Linked DNA regions of Rattus norvegicus: region 1 is linked to region 2. A link is a contact called in public Hi-C data. All regions are on one chromosome and are shown on one strand. The core of a region is the stretch at or near the end of the contact, and the rest is flanking DNA. Distances in the headings are between cores, read along the strand shown. Region 1 has its middle 54 kb from the start of Rpl37al2. Region 2 has its middle 24 kb from the start of Rpl37al2.

Evidence for each region. Hi-C and Micro-C count contacts between places; a contact is called where the count stands out from the background.
Region 1: a Hi-C map of Schwann cells shows a contact between it and region 2, with 2.1 times the contacts expected there. The contact joins two enhancer-like sites. A contact is called at or near these places in 2 of 12 Hi-C or Micro-C datasets (the Rat2 cell line and Schwann cells).

Annotation. Positions count from the first base shown.
Region 1 is chrX:13,513,692-13,518,252 of GRCr8, forward strand. No RefSeq gene overlaps it. Among named protein-coding and RNA genes, the nearest start is that of Rpl37al2, 54 kb to the left of the region's middle. Within about 2 kb of position 2,555, at least 11 of the 93 cell types and tissues checked have an H3K27ac peak or open chromatin away from gene starts, as enhancers often do. A contact at or near this core is called in Schwann cells, where this site is marked.
Region 2 is chrX:13,435,682-13,440,315 of GRCr8, forward strand. No RefSeq gene overlaps it. Among named protein-coding and RNA genes, the nearest start is that of Rpl37al2, 24 kb to the right of the region's middle. Within about 2 kb of position 2,575, at least 46 of the 93 cell types and tissues checked have an H3K27ac peak or open chromatin away from gene starts, as enhancers often do. A contact at or near this core is called in Schwann cells, where this site is marked.

The DNA.
Region 1 (4,561 bases), core at 1,305-3,804, 78 kb after region 2:
GTCTTTCCTAACCCTCTCCATGAGTTCTGTACACACCTGGAGTCTAGCTCGATACCTCAGAAATCCAAGTTCTGGCTTCATTCTACTTGTTGTTCTACTTGTTTCAACAGCACCTCCCACCCCACCCCAACCCCGGCGGTCATCTGTTCTTGCATATGAACCCGTCCAGTCTGTTCTCCACAGTGCAGCCAGAGGGACATGCCACAGCTAGCAAGCGAGGCAAATGCAATCAGTCACTCTCCCATGCTGGCCCGCCAGGACCTTGAGTCATGCGCACTATTTCCCCTTCAAGCTGCACAGCATCTACACCTCTAGTCTCCATGCAGGCACTGCTGCTGGAGCGAATATCACGTCAGACTCAGACAGCACTGCAGTATGCAGAGTGTTGGACCGTTTGTTTCTCATCACTTATGTTTAGAACCTGCACTAGAAGGCTTAGTGATTCAGGGCTAGGATCATCTGAGGGTTCACAGGATGCACGGTGGGTACCCAGATGTGTTGAAGACCAGGAGCTTTATTGGAATATACATGGGCCCTCTGAGCTTGCTCAACTTCAGGCCAGCTCCCCCACTCCACCTTTCAGAGACACTGTCTGGCTGTGTAGCTCTGGCTCTCGAATGTCTCTTGTGCCCTGTATCCTTTCCCTTGTATTCTGGGCTCTGCCACTTCCCACCACTTCTTGGAAGCCTCAAGCCTTTTAGGTGAGCTCTTCTCCCATTCCTCTCCCTGACTAATTCCAGCTCTTTGGCTGGGGTGTCACTGATGTCCCCAACTCCAAAATCAAAACCTGCATGTGATGGCTTTTGACTTCCTGTGATGGGTTGCAGCCAGCCCCAGGTGAAAGCCTTGTCTAAAATTACTTTGAAGCACACGGACAAATTGTATGTGAAACATAAGGGAATTGTGAGCCCAGGCTTAGTTCTTATCTCCAAGATAACTCATTGCACACATGCAGAACCTAACAAAGCCCATCTATGAAACGCTCTGGTTCTCAAACCTCTGAACAAGGACCCTCAGCCTGTGTCCTTTCATGGTTTCTGCTGCTGTCGCCCATAGTGCCTCCACAGCTTTTCTTCAGGCTGCCTTGTGTGGTTGCTTAGTTTCCATAATAAGAAACTTCCTGAGCTGGGGCAGCCAAGGTTGCTTGATTCTTTGCAGTATCGTCAGAGCTGATGAAGGCGCTAGAATAAACTCCCAGGATCTTCAGGCTCTTTTCCAAGAAGGTTGTGATTGGTTTGTGTAGAGTCATCAACACTGGGCCTTGTCTCCAGTGGTGAAGGGGCTTGGGGGAGGTGAGGTATGTGAGCTATGGAGATGGCCGTCTCAGGTGCGTCCAACCTCTGGCCCTCAGGCTAAATGTGGCTGCCTGTGATGGGGGATAGCTAAGAGTGGGTCCAACACAAACTTGCAAACTTGATTACAACGTGAATTTTTCTTTCTTTTCTTATTTTCAGCTCAATCCATGGCTTTCAAGAATGAACTTTGCACATGACAAAATCCTGTCATAAGGGCAAAAAGCTGGACATACCTGTTTCATGGACTGTGCTAGGCTGTGTGTATTCTTCCCCAGCTTTTAGTTTTTGAGACAGAGTCCTCCTATGTCGATCAGGGCTGGCCTCTAATTCACAGTGATCCTCCTGCCTTGGCCTCCCAAGTGTTGGGATTACACCTTCCCAACCTCTTCAAACTCAAATGCATCAGCCTTGGTGTTACAACCTGCAGGATGAAGCTGGCTGGGATTACAGGAACAGAGGTGACAATGCACACACAGAAAAGCCCGGCTTCGGGCTGGGGATGTAGCTCAGTGGTAGAGCGCTTGCCTAGCAAGCACAAGGCCCTGGGTTCGGTCCCCAGCTCCAAAAAAAAAAAAAAAAAAAAAAAAAAAAAAAAAAAAAAAAGAAAAGAAAAGAAAAGAAAAGCCTGGCTTGGGCGAGCCCTGCTTTCTGACAGAGATGCACAGGCAGCAACCTGGAAACTCAACCATTTAGTTATTATACAGAGCAGGAACACAGAGGGAAGGGTTAACTAGAGGGGGTCTCTGTATGGTAAGTCTCAGGCCACAGTCATTTGGGAGGAGGTTGGTACTTTCTGTGCACACGATTGGAAGGCTCTCCTATTCCTGAATCTGACCCAAGGAAGGCCTTGGCGTTCCCATGAGTCTGATGCATTGGAGGTACTTGAAATGGCTCCTCACATTGGCGTTTTGAAGGTTAGGTCAGGGCCCATGATGCACACACTCAGGCTGGTCAGAGTCCCACATGCTCCCGAGGGTCAGAATCTTATTTTGAAAATCTGCCCTGGGTTCCTCACATGCTTCCTCACACGCTTTGGGTAGCAAGATGGGGGGGGGGGGGGGCTGAGGAACAGGAAGCAAGTGCTTTCTCTGGGCTGATGGCTGCCTCTGTCACTCTTCTGCCTCCCGAGGGCCGGGCCTTATTAGAATGCCTCCATCCTGAGTCAGGCCGGAAGTTGCTTGCTCTGGTGTAATTACATTAAGCCTCCGGGATGGTGATGTGGGGCAGCTTGCCGCAGTGTTTTGCAGGGCAGTCTGCATTCTTGGTGTCTGGGTCAGCCTGCCTTCACAGTCTGAGGCCTCCAGTGCTGGGCTGGGCATAGGGACAGTTCTCCTTGCCAGCTCAGGTCTAGCTGCAGAGCTCTCCAGGCCAGTAAGCAGCTAGAGCCAACTTCTGGTTGCCTAAATCCTCCTGCAGGGCAGCCAGCAGGAACCTGTGTGGAAAGGCTAGGCAGAGCACCCTTCTCAGTCTGCAGGAGCTCCAGCTACTGGCCAGGGGGCATGGGCTTCTTAGCCTGCTTTTTGCTTACAGACACTGACTAAGCTGTTTGTGTTTATACACACACAGCTGCTCTTGGTGTCTATGTGTCGAACCTTACTCTCACCTTAAATGTTTAAAAATAACATCATTTGTAAGCAATGCCAAGTTAGCATTAGGACTGAATCTCACACCCCATACCCAAATAAATACCAGTTGGATAAGAAAGCAAGACAAGGGCTGGGTAAAATACTTGCTTTGCAAGTATGAGGACCCAAGTTCAGATCCCAGCATCCATGTAAAAGCTGGCGTGGTGTTATGTGACCGTAACCATGGGGCTTGGGGAGAGTCACAGGCACAGATGGATCCAGGGGGCTTCCCAGCCAGCTGGCATAGCCAATTGGTGAGCATCGGGTTCTGTGAGAGACCTTGTCTGAAAAAATTATGTGGAAAGCATTAAAGGTAGACACCGGATGTTAACTTTTGGCCTTCACATGCATCAACATGGGAGAAACCACACACACACACACACACAAACACACACACACACACACAAAGACACACACACACAAAGACACACACACACAAAGACACACACACACACAAAGACACACACACACACTACAGACATAATAAAAAAAAATCTTGAAGATCAAGCCAACGCCGTTTTGAAATCTCTTAGTGGACTATTAGTTGAGAGGGTAGCATGCATCACTGGTGTTTTCTCCGAAGATGCCCAACCTCCCACATAAGCAGAGCTAAGTGCAAACGGGACATAGCACGCTGCTCCTTTCTTTTACATTTGCAGAAGAAAAGTATCAGAGAAGACAGAAAGGGACAGACGGTGGCCATGTGAGCTGGAACAGCATCTTTGGAGAACAATTCAGCCATATCTATACACATTTAAGTGTAGTTTAGAGCCTATAGCCCAGAATTTCTATTGTTAGAGCCAGTTCCTTCAAACCTACCCCAGCACATAGTGTTTTCTGGAATCACTTTATGCTCACAAACTGGGAATAACCTTTATGGTCAACAGAAGGGGAGGGTTAAATAAACAAAGCATACCTGTGTCACGAAATACTGCAGAATGACTGAAAACAATAACATAGACAGATATGGAAAATTCTCCAAAGAAATGAAGTGAAAAAAAATCCAATTGTAAATCCATATGTATAGCATGAGCTCATTTATGTACAATGGTCCCCGTGTGCTCAGACTCTGATGGACTCCCCCCAGGGAAGGAGAGAAAAGGGAAGTCTCACCTTTTGTTCCTTTTCTTTTTCCTGGGAATTGTTTGGTTTTTTTATAAGCACATCTTGCTTTGTGAATTAAAACTAGACAACATTTAAAAAACATTCCAAAAGCAAGGCGTACCTTTGTAAAAGGCGAAGGCGACACAGTGTGGGTTGGTTCTGCCTACTGAGCTCGTTTTGCTTCACCTGCTCTCAACGTCCCTTTTTAAAACAGGATCTCACTCTGGAGCCCAGACGGACCTCATATCCGCGATCTTCCTGCCTCAACCTCCCAATATTGGGATTACAGACACCATCATGCCTGGCTAGAATTAAAACAAAAACAAAAACAGCAGCAACAACAATAACCACAGACAAACAAAAACATAGCAGATTCTTTTTTCTGAGACAGGGTCTAATCTCAGACTGCGTGGATATTGACTTTGAACCTCTGACTCTTCGGCTATGTGGTGATGAGGGTTGAACTCAGATCCTTATGCTGACTGCACCACTTCCCCAGTTTCCTACTTACTAGGCTTCACTGTATCTCGGGCTGGA
Region 2 (4,634 bases), core at 1,325-3,824:
AGGTTGGGTCCTCCCTCATTTTGCAGGGCTGCCACACCTGGCTTAGGACTTGCTTAATGCAGGTGAGTGGGCCCATGAGCATTTATAGATCTAAACTGCTACTCAAAGAAAGAGGCCAAAATGGCTTTGGGGAATCTTTAAGCTGGGAAAACTCCTCTGAATCTGCTTCTAGGCTTAGGCTTTAAGTAACTGGCAGCTTCCATTTCCTCTCTCTTGGGATGCTCTGCTCTTGGCACACAGCCACCATGCTGTAAGGAAGCCCAAGCCACCCCGTGGTGCAGCCCACATGGAGGAGAAGCACAGCCAGCTTGGCCTTGCCAGCTCTGGGTGTGCACCATCCTGAAAGTGGATCTCAGCGGAGCTACCGTGACCCACACAACACACAGCATGGTCAGGCCCCACACTAGATTTTTGAGCCAAATAAATGACCACTAACCCCAGGGTAGCTTAGCTTAGTAATAAGTAACAAGGTAACTCAGACATAGCAGACTGCACAAATCTTAAATGTTCTTTTTATATGTTTATAAAACCATGTAATTGCTAACTAGGTTGCATAGAGAAGGTCTGCATCTCTCTAAGACAGTTCTCTAGATAAATAGTACCTGAACTCTGAGTCTACTGCCTAACATTTATTATTATTTTTTTTTCAGAGATGTTTCCAAACTTAACTGAATGAAAAATACTCTCTTCAGCATCCTTGGATGAAGTCAGCACTGGCTCTGGTGTGTAGGCCAGGAGAGTGGAAGGTCGGTGGAAGACAAGCAGACTTCAATCTGTAAGCACTGGGAAGTAGGCTGGCAGGAAAAAACTGATCTGCTCTTAAATCTGTCAGCAAAGTCGCCTTGTAAAAACCAAGCGCAAGAGCCAAGCACAAGAGCGTGGGGTGCTCTCTTAGTACCTGTGATCTACCTGTGGTCAGTAGCACCCCGAGGCCTAACTTGTCCCCATCCCAAACAACAGAGGCCGGTAGAGGCTTCGGGGGTGGGGTGGGGTGAATCTTGAAACTGGGTGGAGAGAGGACCCCTCCCTCTCTTCCCAATCTGGTTCACCAATTGCTTTATTCCAAACTGTGCGCTGATTTCCATTAATCACACTTGGCCCTAATTACCCTGGAGCAACCATTCTTCCCCTGGCCTGGAGCTGGAATTTTAAGGGGCGACTGACAAAGCAGGTCCGGGGGTCCGAACAATAGTGGTAGCTTCAGGAAAAGGCTGGTGAGGTGTCATCCATCCCCAGTCCTTTCCTTCTAGACTGTGGAAGTTCCAGGCCTGCTGGTGATCTCCCCAGGTAGGAACCCGAGTTCCTCCACTAAATAGATTTTCCTTTTGTTGTCACATTAATTTGCAACTCATTAATAGTGACAGAAGTGAGGTACTGCAACGATGTCATTTGCATATTCATGAGTGACTTATTATTAAACAAATAAGATTTTCCTATCTTCGCAGCACCCAAAGTAAGGCTGAACAGTACATTACACCGGCCCCGTGCTTTATTCTCTCTTTAATATGTTAATAGATGCAGTTGATTTCTTTAAGTAAATACGCATCTATAAAACAACACGTACTTTATAAAAAAGAAATTTAAATAATAATCCATTAGCAAAGTTGGCAACAATTTAAGAGGAACAACCCATTAATACTAACGCGTGGGAATCAATTTTTAACTCGGGTGGTGGGTTGGGACGATTGAGGGGGAGGACCTGCAAGTGTTGTGTGAGCTTCAAAAAAAAAAAACAAAAAACATTTTAGTGAGTTTCAGGAGACAAGGACTGAGATCCTTTACATCTTTCGGGCGCCGGCTCCCGGTAGGTGGAAAGCTGTCCGAGTCTTCACCTCCACATCTGCGTTTTCCCTGCGTCCTCTGAGATCCGAGCAGTGGGCTGACATCTAGCACGTGGCTTTTCACCGGGCCCCTAGGCTGCCCTAGCAGCACAGGGTTAAGCGGGGTGGGGGTGGGGCAAGGCCTGGCGTCCAGGAGCTTCTCCCACCCTGGCCGAGGCTGGGGCTCTCCCCCTCCTGTCCTCCATCCCCGGGCACCGGCTTCATCACAGCCGATTCTTTCCAGCTGGGGTCAGGGTGGCCTCCCCCCGCGGTGTCGCGGAGCTCAGGGCCAACCGCGCACTCTTATCTCGGCCGAGTCAGACACTCGCCGCGCGGAATCTGTTGACATTTACTATTGTTCGCAGGAGTCCCGAGCGCCGGGCGGGAGCGGGAGGGGCGAGGCGAGGGAGGGCGGCAAGTGTGAGGCCAGCGCTCCACGTGTGTGTGCGCGCGCGCGTGCTCGCCGAGGAGGTGGGGAGGGCCGTCTTCTTGGAAAATAAAAGTGGCCGGCGGGCCCGGAAGCTTCCAAGCCGGCTGAGCAGCCCACGCCGGGAATTGAAGTGGTGGCGCGCGGGGGTGGGGTGGGGGGAGGTGGGTGCAGGAAGGAAGACCGGGCAGCGGGCCGTGGGCACCGCGGGGGAGGGGTGGGGACGGCTCCAGCCGCACGGCCCCCAGTGACCCACAGGACACAAGTGCATTTGTGCCTAGCCGTGGTAGGGATTAAAGTGCCATACGGCCCGAGCGAGGGGGGTGAGGCGGGTAGAAAACAACCCGCGCGCACAAAGCGCGCATTGTTCCAGCCACCTCCATTATGCCGCGCTGCAGCCAAGAGCCTGTTTCGCAACTGCCGTCCCGGCGATCGGGCGCGCGCGCGCGTACACACACACACACACACACACACACACACACACACACACACACACACACACACACACACACACACACACACACACACACACACACACAATCTACCTCCCTGGCCAAGGCACTGAGTGCGTGACTGGAAAGGGCTGCCGGGGCAGGGCTGTGAGTAATGGGGACTCGCGGGTATCTTGAAGAGCTCGGTTGAGCTCTTTAAGGGTTTTCGTCCTCGTCTTCTCGGCACTTTTCGTTTTTCTGGCTCCTGCCCCGAGCGCACCCCGGAGCGAGGAACTTCCCCTGGGGAGGAGGCGACGGCGGGGGTGTGAAGTGGAGAGGGCGCGCTCTCAACCGCTGTCACCCGCGGATCGCAGCCCCAGGCGCACAGCGCTTGCTTGCTCTGCTGAAGACACGTGCGCAGAAGGAACGGGGACAGCATCCTTGCTTTCCAAGGAGAGGCTCCCGGAGCACCCACTCCAAGGCTTCCTGGCACTCGGGGACTTCCCCGTGTCGGGAGCGGAAGCTGTGGAATCCCGCACAGCGCTGCTTGGCCTGCTGGTGCGTGCCTGCCAAGTGGGCCAGCTCAGTCTTCTTTACACTAACCACGCAGGGCCCAGGCCCTGGCCTCCACCCGCTGTGGCATTAAGCTCCCCGTTTAGGCACACTGAGAGGGAATTTAAGCCTTGGCAGCATCAGAAGGTTCCGTCTTTAGGTGCAGAGTAGGGGGAGGATTAGAAGCCACCCCACTTTCCAGAACCCTTGCTGAGCCCTCTTGTAGGCAGGTGGGGACCGAAGGCGCTCAGGCTCCGCAAGCTAGCGAAGTCTGGTTTCCTTTACGTTTTACAAGCTATAAATAAACTTCCCCTTGGGCGGATGAGCGCTGCGTCCAAGGGCGGCTTCTCGCCGAATCCGGCGGGCGGTTTACGATCTGGGCCAGGAGCTGGTCTTAACGCGGCCTGAGCCCAGGGTGGGGCGATGGCTCAGGGAAAGCTCAGAGGTCGTCCAGGAGTGGTCGAATGACCCTCCTCTTCCCCGCCGGGCTGAGGCGCCTCAGCTTTGAGGCCTGGGGGTGGAGCTGGTTGATTTATGAGCCGTCACCCCACCCCGCCCCTCCCGTTTCACTTGTTTTCCTCATCTTCTCTAGCTCTAGCCATGTTCCCAAAGCCTCACCCCGCAACCATGCCCAGTGAGGATTTGGCAACATCGGGCGGCTAGAGCACTGGCCGGGGGCCCCGGGCGAGCAACGGGGTGCAAAGGGTACGAGTGAAGCCTTTGGTGTTTTTTCACCCCCCTGTACCTTAGGCAGCCTAGCAGGACAAAGCTGGGTGGCCAAAGCCTGAGAGGCTGAGATGAAGGGCTGGCCTCTAGGGGTGGGGCAATCCCAAGCCTTTGGGGTAGATTCCTGACTTTCTCAAGGTCATCGGGCTGGGGGACTAGGACCATTGGCTCATACCAGAGCAGTAGCCAGGGCACCAGTTAACACCTTGCCAAAGGTCTTCATATCACCTCATCTTTAAGGCTGTTACGTTTCCTAAGGAGGTAGAGACGCAGCAGCCATAAAAGACAGGGCAAGGAAGCCACCCTGGGTCCCAAGACTGCTTTTCGTCGAGCGAGTGCAGGTTTGCTCTGCTCTGATGCTCGCACTGTCTAAGTAGGAGGCCTGGCCTTCAACACACAGGTAGACGGTGTGTGGATGTGGGCCTAGGCCGGAAGTGGAGTGGAGGTGACTCAGGTAGTTGGCTACCTTCTTTCCATCTGAGATTTAGGAGAGGTGAGTTGGGCAAACACAAGTGAAGGTCCTCTTTAGCCTGGGACAGCATTGCCCCTTTGCCCTCTGTAGCTGGTGGCAGAGGGATTCCTGGTGGCATTAATCTCAGGGCTGGATCCTAACCTTGATCTCCGGGGACACCTTCCTCCTCCTCCTCCCCATTCTCAAGGTCCAAAGTCACAGGGTAC